Linked DNA regions of Mus musculus: region 2 is linked to region 1. Evidence: chromatin contacts called from public promoter capture Hi-C data. All regions are on one chromosome and are shown on one strand. The core of a region is the stretch at or near the end of the contact, and the rest is flanking DNA. Distances in the headings are between cores, read along the strand shown. Region 1 overlaps Mtmr2 (myotubularin related protein 2). Region 2 holds the start of 1700012B09Rik (RIKEN cDNA 1700012B09 gene).

Region 1 (3,582 bases), core at 914-3,413:
TGCACGTAATCACTTTCCTCACAATACTGCAGAGTTTGAGCTGCCTGTCCCCCTCCCCTTTAAATCTTAAGCGCCAGACAGTAAGAACCTTGTAACTGGCAAGGCACTAGATCTCAGCAAATTATGCAGCCTGATAACATCAACCAACACCACTCTGGGCCGCAGGTCTCCTAGGCACACACACTTCGCTAGCCAACATCCGTTCCTCCTGCTATCCTTGCCCCCTTCTACTTGTCATCAACTCAAGTTACTCAGCTTCTCCCACCCACTTCCCCTGCTCAGAGCATCCATCAACAACTCCCCTCAAACATTTTTGCTGTGATTTTTATTCCACAGAGAATACTGTCCTGGCATCTTCAGCAGAATTCTCCAAACTCCCACTTGCCTCAGCTGACACCTCCCAAGAATCTACTTTCTTGAACCCCTTTGAATTAGGGCGGCTTTTTCATTTTTCCACAACTAATAAATACAACCAGCATTTTTCTAGCTCAGTTCTTATGTTTCTATTGTAGTATACTTTTCTGTCTTCACATATAGAAAACTTCTGATATAAGTGGCCTTTTATACAACTGGCTATAATCCTTCCTTGTTAATTAACTAACCATACCTTTCTCAAAAAGGGCTTTTCCTGGTCACCTGGCCTATTCCTATTTCTTTCTATTCCAATAGTGCTGTCTAAAATTGTGGCAATTTTACTGTCCACCAGGATACATTCCTTATCCACATTTCTGCTTTATCAACATGAACATTATCAGTTCTGGAGCAACACTGCTTCTGTAAGCTTTAACCTGAAGGATTCAATTTCTCAGCACAGATGTTCTTCATTCCAATAACCTTGCTTTCTTACTTGCCTTTTGGCTAGTCTTCAGCCTAATACACCAGTCCTCCAACGTGTCCATTCCCCCTTATCCACTGCTCTTCTCTTCCTGCTCACTTCCCCTTTCCTATCCAACTTGTCCCTAAAATCTCACATGCAGCTGGCATAGATAAGATACTTGCAAAATCCTTGTTGGATAAATCCATAAGTGAAAGAATAAGGATCAAAGAACTGGAAGACTGAAATCAACCCCCTTAGAGGCTGTTGGAAAACCTCACCCCCAAGCCCACCTTCAGTAACCTAGCAACAGCAGGCCACATCATCATCAGCTGCCAAGATACAACACAATTCCACTGCTGTCATTAGGTGCATATTATCCCTATGCGCATGTGCTATACCCCTTATTAAAAGCCAGTACCTTCTCCTCCTGCTCTCTCTCCCCTTCCACCCTGGCTCAGAGGCAGTCTCTGCATTTTGCCCCACTCCCCCAATAAATCTCTTGCATGTGATCTGTTGTATGGTGTGATATTTGCAGCATGCCTTAGCCTATACCCAAATTACTTGGCCACTAAATCGTAACACTGGTGTCATGACTCGGTAGGATATCCTGGTGTCTGTACACTTCCCAATCATGGAGTCACACCAGGACCCTATCCCTTGTCCCCAATCCTCCTCCAAGAGACTCCATTTCTGTTTCACCTAATGCTAGGCACCCAATCCAACACTGGCAAATAGCAAGTTTTCCCTCCAATCCGTGTGAGCGCTTCTCTGGATCCGAGGGAGTAACTGCTGAGTTTCTGGCACCTCCCTGGTATTCTTGGAGGCAGAGGTACCCCCAGCCATGGTCTTTAAGAATACTATTGAAGCTCTTCACAGATACTCACCTCTGACCATTTCACGCTTGAGCAAGCTAGCTAGTAGCTAGTTTGCCTCTCTCTCTCTCTTTCTTTCTTCCTTCCTTCCTCCCTTTCTTTCTGGCTTCATTTGAAAGTCCTGGTACCTGCTACTTGTGTCTTCCAGCTTTTAGCCCTGGCCCTTGAACTGTGAGGTGACAATCGCATGCCTTCTGGAGAACTACTGACTGCTTCACCTAGCACCCAACTTAAAGGCCTCTAAACTTACTGCCTTTGCAGTGGAATATATCTCAATACCCCTTAGATAAACAATCAAAATGGCTGCCCAACAGCAACCTAGGTCCGGACATTAATAGGAACCTCTATAGATACTTCCAGCAACCTGGGAAATAGAGGGAGAGTCTATGTCTAAGCTTTCTCTTATCTCTGCTCCAAGCCCTCCCTCTGTTATTCCTGTTCCTGTTTCCCTACTCAGCTTCTTCTAGCTAAGAAGTCTGAATAAGAGGAACTTCCATTATTCTTGACTCTGCTAAGAGCCCCCTGACTCCCTGCTAGTCTCAACCCACAACTGCTTCTTTTCTGGCTCTCTCAGCAACAGACTACTCCAAGCACCCACTCTGATGCCCACTTTTACCCCACCATCTGCTATACCCCCAGCCCCACTACTCACTCCTGCTCTTCAATGGGACACCTTCTGTCCCTTCCGATCCCCTTAACTCCACCTCAATTCTCACTTTGCAAGAGGTTGCAAGAGGATGGTCTGGTCAAGGTACATGTCTACTGTTCATTAAGTGAACTCTCTTAAATAGAAAAAAAATAAAATAAAAACAACAAAAACAAAAAGTAAAAACTAAAACAAACAAAAACAAAACAAAACCTGGGTTTTATACCTCTAACTCATCTACTTTCATTAAAGAATTCCAATTTATCACCAAACCCTACAGTCTCACTTTCTATGACTAACAATCAACTTCTCAATGAGGCAGTCTGTCAGGGACCCCCAGTGGGACTGCAATACCCCAGTGGGGGCATTCTAGCTAGAGATCAGCTTACAACTTGCCTCCTGGCCAGTCTCCAATAGATCATCTAGAACAAACATCAATCCATCTCAATTTCTAGAATGCCTCACAAAGGCCTGCTTACATTACAGTACACCAATCTAGATCCTGAAAACCCAGAGGACAAACAACTCCTCATGACCTATTTCTGTTCTCAGAGTTGCCCCAATATTAGGGCCAAGCTTAAGTGCTTAGAGACAGGACCCATAAGGGCCATAAACAAAATTAACAAATGCTGACCAAGGCCATTCAACCAGCTTCAGCTACTTCTCAGGCTCCCTTGCCTCCTAAGACCACCAGGTCTCCGTTTCAAATGTATTCAGGAGGGTCACAGGGCCTGGGCCTGCCCTAACCTCTGCAGACTACCCTGGCCATGTCCAAGTGCCTTCAAGAGTCAACAATGGGCTGTTGACTTGCCCCCCGAGTCCCTCATAGAACAGGGACATCAGACTCATATCACCTTCCAACCCACCTTTTAGACCTAATCATGGACAACTGAAGGGGTCTGGGCTCACATGGCCTGACTACTGTCATCTCTAACAGGGAGCTCTGTGTAGGCATTATGGTAAGCCATCTCCTTCCTCCAGAACACCACTTACTCTGCCTGACAGGAGTTTTGGGGACCCACCTCTTCTCCTCATTTCCCTATTGTCAGGGCAGGGGAGCAACCTTTCCAACCTCACTAGACCCTACCTCTCAACTGCATTTTCAGAGGTGTTCCTCTCACCCCATTCTTTACTGGTGGTGCCAACCTGTTCCATTCCCTTATTGGGAAGGGATCTTCTAGCCAAAGTGGGAGCCTCTATTTCCTTTGAATCCTCCCACCCCTTGCCTGACCCCAAGCCAGACAGAA
Region 2 (3,394 bases), core at 212-2,711, 1.0 Mb before region 1:
TTATGGTTAATGCCTTTTGTTGTTTGTATAAGAAATTGTTCCTAACTTCAGGGTCATGCCATGTTCAATAGTTATCGCCTAGAAGTCTTGGTGCTTCACCTTTATGGCCATGATCCATCTTAATCTGCTTGTGGTGGTTTGAACTTGCTTGGCCTCTGGGGAGTGGTAATGTTAAGAGTGGCTTTGTTGGAGGAAGTGTGTCACTGTGTGTCACTGTGTGTCACTGTGTGTCACTGTGTGGGCTTTAGAGGGTTCCTCCCATGCTCAGGCTCCTCCCATTGCAGAAGAGGCCCTCCTCCTAGATGCCTGGAAGATAGTCTTCTCCTGACTGCCTTTGGATCAAGATGTAGAACTTTCAGCTCCTTCTCCAGCACCATGCCTAAATGCTGCCATGCTTCCTATTACGATGATAATGGACTCTCTGAGTCTGGAAGCCAGCCTCAATGAAGTGTTTGCCTTTACATGACTTACCTTGGTCATGGTGCCTCATAGCAATGGAAACCCTAAGACGCTGCTGTTTGAGTTTACTGTTCACTAGAAGTCAAGGTTCAAGTTTTTTCCAGATGAGCAACCACTTCATCTAATTCCACTGCTTAATAGTTTCTTCCCTCTATTATATCTGGTGCTCATATAGTTAGGTCAGTTTCTAGACGATTCTACTCCACTTATGTGGTTAAATGATTGCACATTTTACAGGAAATTATCAATCAAAAATGAAAGTGGTTGGCACTAGGGTACAGTAGACATATTGTGGAGGGTGTCTCCTGAATTTGTTTAATTGTTTTTTTTTTTTTTAAAAACCCTGTAGAATTATTTAACTTTATAAGATAATGCACATTTAATTTTTGTAAAATCTCAGTGCCACTTTTTTAATGACTGCAAAAAAGAGAGACGGAGGTAACCACTGCTTTGAACAAAATCTCGATTTTCAGACTCACATTTCCAATTCTGTGGGTTTGTCACCTGAAAAATCGGTGATTTTGTGAGCTGTCATAGACTATGGGTACGAAAATCCTTGTAAACTAACTACAGCTATTTAGTAACTTACAGCCCAAACTTGTGAATTTTCAACATGAATTGGTTGAGAATCATGTCCAAGTCTAGATGTGACTGGTAAAGCACTGTATGGAATGAGTGACTAGTGGGGAATTTCTGGTCCTGTTCCTGTGGCCCACCCTAACACTCACCCGGACGTGGTGACCAAATCTTTGAGGCTTCGGAGTCTTTGCTGAATCACGCATGTGACAGTTGTGTGGCCTCGGGCTCTTTTCCAAACCTTTGTGACTCTCAGCTATACAACTGAAGCATCTCTCTTGAGAAAGCTGGGGCCTTTCCGTGGGGTCTGTAGCTAAGGAATTAAGGCTCCTGCTAGCAGGTAGGCTGTTGCCTGCACCCAGGGCCTGTGGGAAATTGGCAGAGCCCTGGAGGCCCGGAGCATCTGCGGTCACTATGACAACCTCAGACGCCTTGCGTTCCAGAGCAGCCGGTGGCGGAGTTGAGAGGCCGTGGAGACCCCGGTGGCATGAGGCGGCAGGAGGCGCTGGCAGGGACAGCCTCAGAGGCGGGCCGCGAAGGGGAGCAGCCTAGGCCGGCAGGGCTGGGGTGCCGCACCCGTGCTGAGCCTGGTGGCCCCCAAGAGTCTCGCCAACAATGTGAGTTCAGCTTCACCTTCAAACCTTGGCAGTGGTGGGACCAGTGACAACAAGGCGGGGGAGGGGGGGAGACCCCAAAGTGGAGCTAGCTGGAGTACTTAAGGTTTCTGGGGGAGAACTGGAGAGCTGCTGTTTGCAGGTAAGAATAGTAGCAGAAAGCTACTGTGACAGCAGGGACAGACATGGAGGGATGGGGAACAGCTTAGGCCCTCAGGATCTCCTCGGGCCAACGTCTATGTAGGAGACTATCTTCCCTTCACCAAGAATTCCTGAGCCCAAGGGCTGGATATCATCCTCAACTGAGTTGAGTTGGTCGATAACAGCATTGCTTTTTAAAGGAACCATGAATACATTACCCCAGAGGTATGTATCTAATGGTGTTGGGGATAGAGCTTGGTGGTATACCACTTGTCTAGGACCTCCAGGACCTGGGTTCACTCCCTCCTACTTGTCTGAGATGCAGGGTAAGAACCACTCACCCCTCACAAGGCATCCTTCATTTCCCAGATCATAAAACCAAGGCGCAGAGCAGGGGGAAGGAGATGAAGTCAGCCAGGGCTGGCAAAATACTTAAAACCCTTCAACAATCACCTCCAGCAGTCCAAACCCCCAAATCACTACCTGGGTTAGAATTTCACATGCAATCTTTCTTATGTCCTCTGCCCATGGAATATGCAAACAATATTCAAATCAGTAAAGACTGTCTTGAGGCAGTTGTAACTATATTTCTAACAGGTTTGTAGCGTCCTGTACCTGATCCTTTAGCAGCTGGTGAGGGAGATGGATGAAAACACAGGGCCAAGGAGGAGTGCAAACAGCTTCCAGGGCTGCTCAGAGCCTCCTTGATTGCCTCTCTGGGGACTAACAGGAGCATCTGGCGGCTCCCGCTGCTTGCGCCCTCTTCTCTCTCTCTCTCTCTCTCTCTCTCTCTCTCTCTCTCTCTCTCTCTCTCTCTCTCTCTCTCTCTCTCTCGTGTGTGTATGTGTGTGTATGGTGTGCGCATGTATGAAGGCCAGAGGACAACTCCAGCTCTCTTTTCTCAGGTTTAAGTTTCACTGAGAAAATATGTACTACTGATCTTGAAGTTTTCGTGCAGGATAGGCTAGAATGGCTGGATGACTGGCTGTCTGGCCTGGGACTCCAGGGATCAATCTGCCACCACACCAGGCTTTTCTTATTATAAGACATAAATAATTATATTAGCCCACAGGCAACTGTGAAATAAACACAGGCAAAATGGTCAGGTGCATTATAAAAAATCAGCACCAATTGCTGTTAGAAGTCAAGAAGCCTGGCAACCCTTGTTGTAAAACAAACCCCCAGAGCGGCTCAGTTCTCAGCAGTTCTGGGCTTTGTCCTGCGCACAACTGCCTGCTGACCAACACTTAAATGTGCATGAGCAAGGGCACAGTATGTGCATTTCTTTTCCTCTTTCCTCTGTCTCCAGTCCCCCTCCCTCCTTCCCTAGCTCTTTCCTAAGGGAGGACTTTCCCCTCTCCAGCTTTTTGTCATTCTCACAAATCTCCTTCAGCAGTTTCCTGTGAATTCTCCTGTTGCCAACCTGCAGTCTGTCAAGAGACCTGCGCTTTGAGCAGGCAGCTCTTCTCTGTGATCCGTGTTATTTCTGCGATTCTCCAGAGAAAGCCTAAAGCCGTTAGTTTCAAGCAGTGCTGGCTCCTGCTCACATGACCAACCTAGGAAACAAAAACGAGAACCTTAAAGTGCCTGGTTGTAACTTTTCT

Evidence for each region. Promoter capture Hi-C pulls out the DNA fragments that hold promoters and counts their contacts.
Region 2: a contact with region 1 is called in a promoter capture Hi-C map of the HPC-7 cell line, with 3 times the contacts expected there. The contact joins the promoter of 1700012B09Rik here to the enhancer-like site in region 1. A contact is called at or near these places in 11 of 39 promoter capture datasets (the 3T3-L1 cell line, 3T3-L1-derived adipocytes, the C10 cell line and 6 more), 1 of 115 datasets of contacts at active chromatin or transcription factors (large pre-B cells) and 2 of 9 other capture datasets (adipose tissue and liver).

The regions. Positions count from the first base shown.
Region 1 is chr9:13,773,507-13,777,088 of GRCm38.p6, reverse strand. The region is part of intron 1 of Mtmr2 (myotubularin related protein 2); the gene reads right to left. Among named protein-coding and RNA genes, the nearest start is that of Gm39291, 26 kb to the right of the region's middle. Within about 2 kb of position 2,163, at least 8 of the 459 cell types and tissues checked have an H3K27ac peak or open chromatin away from gene starts, as enhancers often do. A contact at or near this core is called in the HPC-7 cell line, where this site is marked.
Region 2 is chr9:14,769,097-14,772,490 of GRCm38.p6, reverse strand. It overlaps 1700012B09Rik (RIKEN cDNA 1700012B09 gene), which reads left to right and starts at 1,461. Exons shown (of 4, transcript NM_029306.3): 1 at 1,461-1,652. The coding sequence starts at 1,523.